Linked DNA regions of Bos taurus: region 2 is linked to region 1. Evidence: chromatin contacts called from public Hi-C data. All regions are on one chromosome and are shown on one strand. The core of a region is the stretch at or near the end of the contact, and the rest is flanking DNA. Distances in the headings are between cores, read along the strand shown.

Evidence for each region. Hi-C and Micro-C count contacts between places; a contact is called where the count stands out from the background.
Region 2: a Hi-C map of skeletal muscle shows a contact between it and region 1, with 7 times the contacts expected there. The contact joins the promoter of ETFBKMT here to the promoter of RESF1 in region 1. A contact is called at or near these places in 4 of 11 Hi-C or Micro-C datasets (blastocyst, liver and skeletal muscle).

The regions. Positions count from the first base shown.
Region 1 is chr5:77,949,075-77,952,743 of ARS-UCD2.0, reverse strand. It overlaps RESF1 (retroelement silencing factor 1), which reads left to right and starts at 1,882. Exons shown (of 7, transcript NM_001101072.2): 1 at 1,882-1,920; 2 at 3,190-3,280.
Region 2 is chr5:78,280,833-78,284,501 of ARS-UCD2.0, reverse strand. It overlaps ETFBKMT (electron transfer flavoprotein subunit beta lysine methyltransferase), which reads left to right and starts at 2,060. Exons shown (of 5, transcript XM_059887011.1): 1 at 2,060-2,147.

The DNA of each region.
Region 1 (3,669 bases), core at 633-3,132:
AGTTGATGTAAGTATCCCAACAATCCTGAGGTAAATATTAATGTTATTCTCAATTTACAGATGAGAAAACTGAGCAGAGACAGGTTAAGTAATTTCCCCAAAGCTGTATGTCTAGTGAATGGCAGGGTCATGAGGGCAAAGGAATACCCTTTCCTGTATATTGCAAGAACTAAGCACCTCTGCCCTTTCTCATTCTTATTCACTCAGATTGGATTACTTGTTTACTTTGTTGACTTTAAAAATGAAAGTTATTTTCCCAGCTAAAAATGGGTTTATTCTAGAATAGCAGGGGACTTGTAACACAGAAGAACAAACCTGACTCCATATTGGATCTGTTCCTTTAGCTCTAACCTTTTGCTGGTGCTCAGTCATGCTGGTTCTGCAGTTTTGTACAAAAGAATGTTGCCTGTAGCCTGAAAGGTACATGATAGTCCATTCTCAAGGCTCTGCTTCCCAGGCTTGACCTTTAAATGTGTAACAGTTTTCGTTTGTTGTTGTTTTGTTACTGTTACCCTTTTATGACTCCATAGACCATAGCCCACCAGGCTCCCTGTCCATGGGATTTCCCAGGCAAAAATATTGGAGTGGGTTACCATTTCCTTCTCCGGTGGATCTTCCTGACCCAGGGATCAAATCTGGTTCTCCTGCATTGGCAGGCAGAGTCTTTACCACTAAGCCACCAGGGAAGCCCAATTTTCTTTTATGCAGAGATAAAAAATTGCAGAACAGAGAATAACAATTGTCTTGTTTTATGTTTACAGGACCATCCTAACCAGACCTATGTGGATGGCTGCAGGAGCAGAGGGTTATCATATCACCTTGGGGGCATGACCTGCACCAAGAAGGTCACACCTTCATACCTGCAACACCCAACCACACTCCCTCCCCATTTAGTATAAAAGAAGCCTGAATTCTAATTCAGGTTTAAGATGTTTCTTTGGGACACTGCTCTGCCATCTCTTCTGTCTGTTGGTTTTCTGAATAAAGTCGCTATTCTTTGTTCCAACAACTGGCCCCTCGATTTATTGGCCAGTCATGCAGCAGGCAGTGTCAGTTTGCAGTTGGTAACTAAATGCAATTTGGGTCAAGCAAACTGTAGCAAAAGCCAGAGTCCAACAAACAAAGCAAAGTTACTTTATGGAGAAAAAGGAGTTTGGGGGCAGTTCTTTTGAAGGAAGTTTCATTGGGGAAAAGTGAGGGTGACAGTTTCTCATTGGCTGAGTTGTGGGGTAGTCTATTTCTTTTAGCAGCCGCAATGTATGGGTTGGTCAAAAAGTTTGTTGGACAGCTTACATCTTTTCCTGTTGGGCCCTGTAATTGACAATTCTTTCTGTAATTTACTGAGAGTGGTACCGTACTGTATGACAGCTCCCCCTTCTGGCCTCTCAACTCTATTTTGGTGAGGTTTCCCTTTACTGTATTAATTTTCACAACTTTGATCTATAGAAATCCTCAGGCAAAAAGAGTCTATTTGCTTTGAGAAAGTTTTTCTGTGTTAAAGGATGTTCCCCTTTGTTAGAAATATACATTTTCAGCCCGGAGTTAGACTTACTGAATGGGTAATTTTGTAGGTGGTGCTTTTCAGTCCCTTTTTAACCTTCAAAAGATTCTGATGCAAGTTAAAGACAAAGAGCCACTGTTGGAGAAGTTTTCTTCTTCAGATACATGAGCTAGCTGTGCAAGCTTGGGAGATAACCGAAGGGCCGGGCTCCCCGGACTCTACTTTATCCGAGCGGCACTAGGACCCCGGTACCGGATACCGGGTCTCGCTACAGCCGTTGCGCCGGGGCGGGGTTGGCTTTCCGGGAGTGGGCCTCCCCCTCGACCCGCCCCTGGAGGCGGACCCGAGTTGACTTAAACTCCGGGGCCGAGAGGAGCTGCGTTTTCCCGGCTCGCCCCTGTTGGGTTCAGCTCCGGTAGGTAAGTAGGGACCTGGTTCCCGCCGGCACTCGCACGTTTCCTCGAGTTCTCGGCGGGGCGGGGGGGCACTGGCAGCCCAGGTGACCGCAGGCGGGGACTGGGTGTGCGCGGCGAGTGCTTTTGTTCTGTGGTGGGGACTGAGCGGCGGCTACGGGCTCTCCGGGGGCTCGAGTCTCTGGCCAGCGGTGAAGGCTGGCCCGCCGGGCTCGGGTCGGTGCCCGCCCACCGCGCGGGGTGGGCCGGGAACCGGGGCGGACGTCGACTCCGAATCAGAGGGCGGCGCCTCGCCGGGTGTTTCTGTGGAACGCCTTTCCTCACCACAGAGGTCGCGGGTGGCGACTGCGAGGACGCATTTTGTTAAACTGCAAGGCGATTGGTTAGACTGATGGATGTGAGAGTGGCTTATGTTTTTAATGATTTCCTGTCGCTGGCTTGAAAAAAAAAAAAATCTTTGTTTTGAATTTATTTTTCCAGTGTTCCCTTCTTCCCCACCCCCATTAGGCCGAACCTCCCAAAACAAAATTGCTCAGCTTGGGTCTCCAAGTGGCCCGCAAACACGTTGGTGCCGGAGTCGCTTTCCGTTCCTCAGCAGTAGTTAGCCCCTCGAGGCATTTTTAAATGCACAAATGCGTACCGATTTTAGATGTTCTCGAGGGATACGAATTTCCTAAGCAGATGTCCTTTGGGAACAGCAAGTTTTCAGAGAATGGTTTCAGTGAAAACAATTTATTTGTAATATTTTAGTGTCTGCCTTCAAAATAAAAAGAAGAGTAGGTGAAGGGGATGAGCTGGGGTGTATTTAAATAAACGCGTCGCAGAGCTTGTTTGGGGATTTTTCTGATTAATGTGTTAACTCTAAATCAAACGAGTTCTATTAGGTGTTAACATGAAAGAGTTATGGTTTTATTTTTTTCTGTGCAGTTGGATTCTCATTTTCTAATTCGATAAAGAATTGTTAAGTTGAAAGTGTTTAGAGTGATAGAAGGAGTGGGTCAGGAGGCGTGCACTTGAATTATCACTTAAAAAGTAAATGGTAATATACGGCAGACCCAGTTTCTATTTGTTACTTTGCCTTCTTAAGAATTCAGTAAGCTTAGTTTGCTTTTGATCCAGCCTTAACACGGTTTGAGCAGCGATGTCATATTCAAGTAAGCAAATGAGTATGTATCTTTATTATAAGTTTAATGTGAATTTTATATAAATAACATAAAATTACAAATTTTATGTTGAATTTATTATCAATTATAAAATGTTTATTGCTGTCCCTAGGACCAAAGAAGTAAACACTGTGTGGAGTGGTACTGACAAGTTTGGAGGGAAATGGTAGCATATACAGTAATAAAGGAGTAATGATTTAAAGGTAAGTGTGTTAGCTTTAAGTAGTCTACTCTAATTTATCTGTTGTGGAACAGAATGATTAAGCTGAACTAGTATTGGTTCAGTATTAAACTACAATGGCTCAGTAAAGAATCCACTTGCAATGCAGGAGACCTGGGTTTGATCCCTGGCTTGGAAAGATCCCCTGGAGAAGGGAATGGTTACCCACTCCAGTATTCTTGCCTGGAGAATTCTGTGGACAGAAGAGCCTGGTGGGCTACGGTACCTGAGGTCACAAATAGTTGGACAGCACTGAGTAGCTAACACCACCACCAGCTTACAATGGATTTGATGACAAAGTTTGAGGAGAAGTAATACAGTTGACATAACAAGGAATTTTAAATTACTAAGGAAGAGGTCTACTTAACATTA
Region 2 (3,669 bases), core at 811-3,310, 330 kb before region 1:
AGGGTTTTTTTTTTTTCCCTAGCCAACCTGAAGGCTATAACACTAGAGACAGTCAGATAACTCTGCAGACTGTTCCCCTTGGTTAGAAGTCAAAAGCACATTTATATATTTTTGAGACAAAGGATCATTCATCAAACTGGTACACTGACATTTTACAGTTCAGCAGAGACATGAAGTCCAGACCTACATGTAGGAAGGGAGCAGCAGGTCACCATGACCCCTTACAGGATTAGGAAAGGAATGTTATCTTCTAAGGAGTCACATTGCTGGCGTCAGAAGAAGGGAAAAACGAACTTTATGGTTGAGCAGACATTTCTGTGTTTGAGGAGGTCTGGTTAATGTATAATGAAGAAGCACATTGCAGATTAGGGAGAGCCCTGTCCAGGAGGGCATGTGTTACGCTTAAATTTTCTTGTCCTGCCTTAAAAAACATACATTTTATTCCATCATAGGTGATAGGGAAAGAGAGCTTATAGGAATGACATTTTGGAAAGATAAGTGGTTTACTAGGAGAATAGATAAGAGATATGATAATCTTGAGACAATGTCTGTTTGGGTGTGGTGTCCACTTTTCAAGTCCAAGAAGATTAAGGGTGTTTTCAAGGAGGGCTTTTATGACAATTGAGTTCTTTGGGGAGAGTCTGCTTTAGGCAGATAAGAGATTTCAGAAACTCAAATCTCTTTCACTCAAAACAATTCCTGTGCTACAGTGGCATATCCTGATCCCCATTCATTAGGAAGGTTTAATAATGTGCCCAAGGTCACACAGCTAATAAGTATACTTAAATAACTTGTTCAAAAAAAACTTTAAAGACAAATTTGAGTATGAGATTTATTTTTTTAACTTGCAAGAGTGTCCAGTTATTAGGGAATTGGAACGTGTACAGAGATGTAGGCAGATATTTAAAGGCAAAAATCACAAGGTCAGATAGATAGCTCAGTTGTTACCAAACAATTGACAGGTCTGCTTGGTTGCATTTGGGTCAGTTTTGACAAAAGAGAGACAATTCTTTCTCTCAATTAAAAAGAACAAAAGGGACTTCCCTGGCTGTCCTGTGGTTAAGACTCCAGGCTTCCACTGCAGGGAGCACAGGTTCAATCCCTTATCAAGGAACTAAGATTTTTGCCCTGTGACAAAAATAAATAAATAAAAATAAAAAACCAACAGCAAACAATAGAAAAGAAAGTCCAGGTTTGCTTCTCAGGGCTTACAGTCTGTTTCTCTTGGCTTATCTGCTTAGCTTATCTTGTAGGAATCCTTTTTTTTTGGACTATGGAATGAAAGTTTCAGAAAAAAACATTTAAATTGCACAATAGTGAATGGGATATAAAAGGCAGAATTGCAGAGAAACCAGTTGCAGGAATTCAGGCAAGCAATCATAAGGCAGATCTAAGGGCAAGGCAAGAGGAATGGAAAGAAGATCAATTTGAAAATTGTCTCTATGATAGAATACATTAGCTGGTTAAACACTAAAATCCTGAGACAAACCGATCTGGTTTTTTTTTTTTTTTTTTGCCACACCGTGTGGCATGTGGGATCTTAGTTTTCAGACAAGGGATCATGCCCCCTGCATTGGGATAATGAGAGTCTTAACCACTGGATTGCCAGGGAAGTCCCTAGATCTTGAATATCTATTAGGAATTATTACTAACAATAGAATCAGTGAGCGTTAATTGAAATGACAAGTTACAATTAAAGAAACAAAAAAGATTGTACGTGTATGAAAATTATTATAATCAGGACATATTATGATTTAATCTCAGCTGAATGTGTCATTAAGGATTTCTGCTGTGTCTATTTGGCTCACCACCCTATGCCCAGTACCTAGAAGTGTGATGGGCACAAAGCAGATGCTCCACGGCTTCAGAGCGTATTTTTTAGAAATCAGTATTTGACATTCCCTTATTTTCCTCTGGTTTCACACTTCTGTCCCTTTAAGAAGCCCGGGTGAAGGGAGAGAGCGCTGCCGGGAAGGAAGGCGGAGCAGGAGGTCGGGGCAGGGGCGGGGCCAGGGGTGCTGTAGCAGGCGACGCCGGGAATTCTGGATCCCGAGAGCAGTTGTAAAGAAAGCGCCAAAAGAGGCGCCAAGGCAAAGTGACTGACTTGCCCTGTGCTTTGCTCCCCAGGGTGGTGTTAGCACAAACAGGTAAGGAGAAAAGGAAGACTGTGCCTGCCCCTTTAAGGCTGACTCCCTTCCTCTTCGGAGGAAAATAAGGTGCTAACGCTTTTGGAGCTTGCAAAAGCTCCAAACCTGTCTTGCTGCTACCTGGGGAGCTGGCCAAGCACGCCGCGTCCGAGGGCACTACGGCTGTCACCAAGTATACCAGCTCCAAGTAAATATAATATGCCTAGCCGCTGTTAACGGAGAAGGCAATGGCACCCCACTCCAGTACTCTTGCCTGGAAAATCCCATGGACGGAGGGCCTGGTGGGATGTAGTCCATGGGGTCGCTAAGAGTCGGACACGACTGAGCGACTTCACTCACTTTCACTTTCTTACTAATTAATCCAAATACCCAGTGTTCCCCCCTTAATCATATTCGTAACAGATGCTTCATTGGTGCTTGGCGTGGGAGGGGGCGGCATCGGTTTGGATGACACTATGTCCAAAATAGTCTCCTATTTGCTCTGCTTTCTTTTTAAACCTTAGACTCAAGGGCTGACCCAATCCTTCCTACGCAATGAGTCCAATGAGGTCAGGCTGTTAAGAGAGCCTGTGATTACAAGGGCATAAATGTGGGCTGACACCCACTTAAAATCTATCCCGAGTTCACAGACTAGTGGCCTGACAGGCATTTTGACCCTCCTTCTGTGTTGACATTTTAATTAATTCCTGCGTTTAAAAGTGGGAATTTTTTTTTTTTTTTCGGGTGGGGACTTGCAGCAGATGGGATCTTAGTTCCAGGAGCAGGGATTGTGCTCCCTTTATTGGGAGTCTTAGCCACTGGACTGCCGGGGAAGCCTGTGGATTATTTTGAAAAATGAAAAGATCTGGCCATATGTCCCAGGACAGGCTGCAGCTTGCTGGCTCCGTTGGACTGTTTTGAAACACCTTCTAGTTTGCCACAGCCTCTCTGTTATCAGCAACCAGCCTGCATCACTCATTTATCACCAGTCTGGCCCCAGGTAGGCATTTGAGTTTGGGGCCCCTACCCTTGGACAGCAAGATCAAACCAGTCAATCCTGAAGGAAATCAAACCTGAATATTCATTGGAAGGACTCATGCTGATGCTGAAGCTGAAGTTTCAGTACTTTGGCCACCTGATGGGGAGAGCTGACTTACTGGAAAAAACCCTGATGCTGGGAAAGATTGAGGGCAGGAGGAGAAGGGGGTGACAGAGGATGAGATGGTTGGATGGTATCACTGACTCAAGGGTCATGAATTTGAGCAAACTCTGGAGGACAGGGAAGCCTGGAAGCGCTGCAGTTCATGGTGTTGCAAGAGTTGGACTTGACTTAGCAACTGAACAACTCTAAATATTTGGGTGAATTTAAGACTATTTAAAATATTTATGCAGAACAGGCCAAAGGTTCCAAACAACTTGGTGTATAATTTGTGTTTAAACTTCTCTTCCTCATTCCTACTTATTCTTAATCAAAATGTCTTTCTATTAAGTCCAGGTTTGGTGAAAATGACTCATCAGAGGTATTTACAGAAAGTGATTTGAT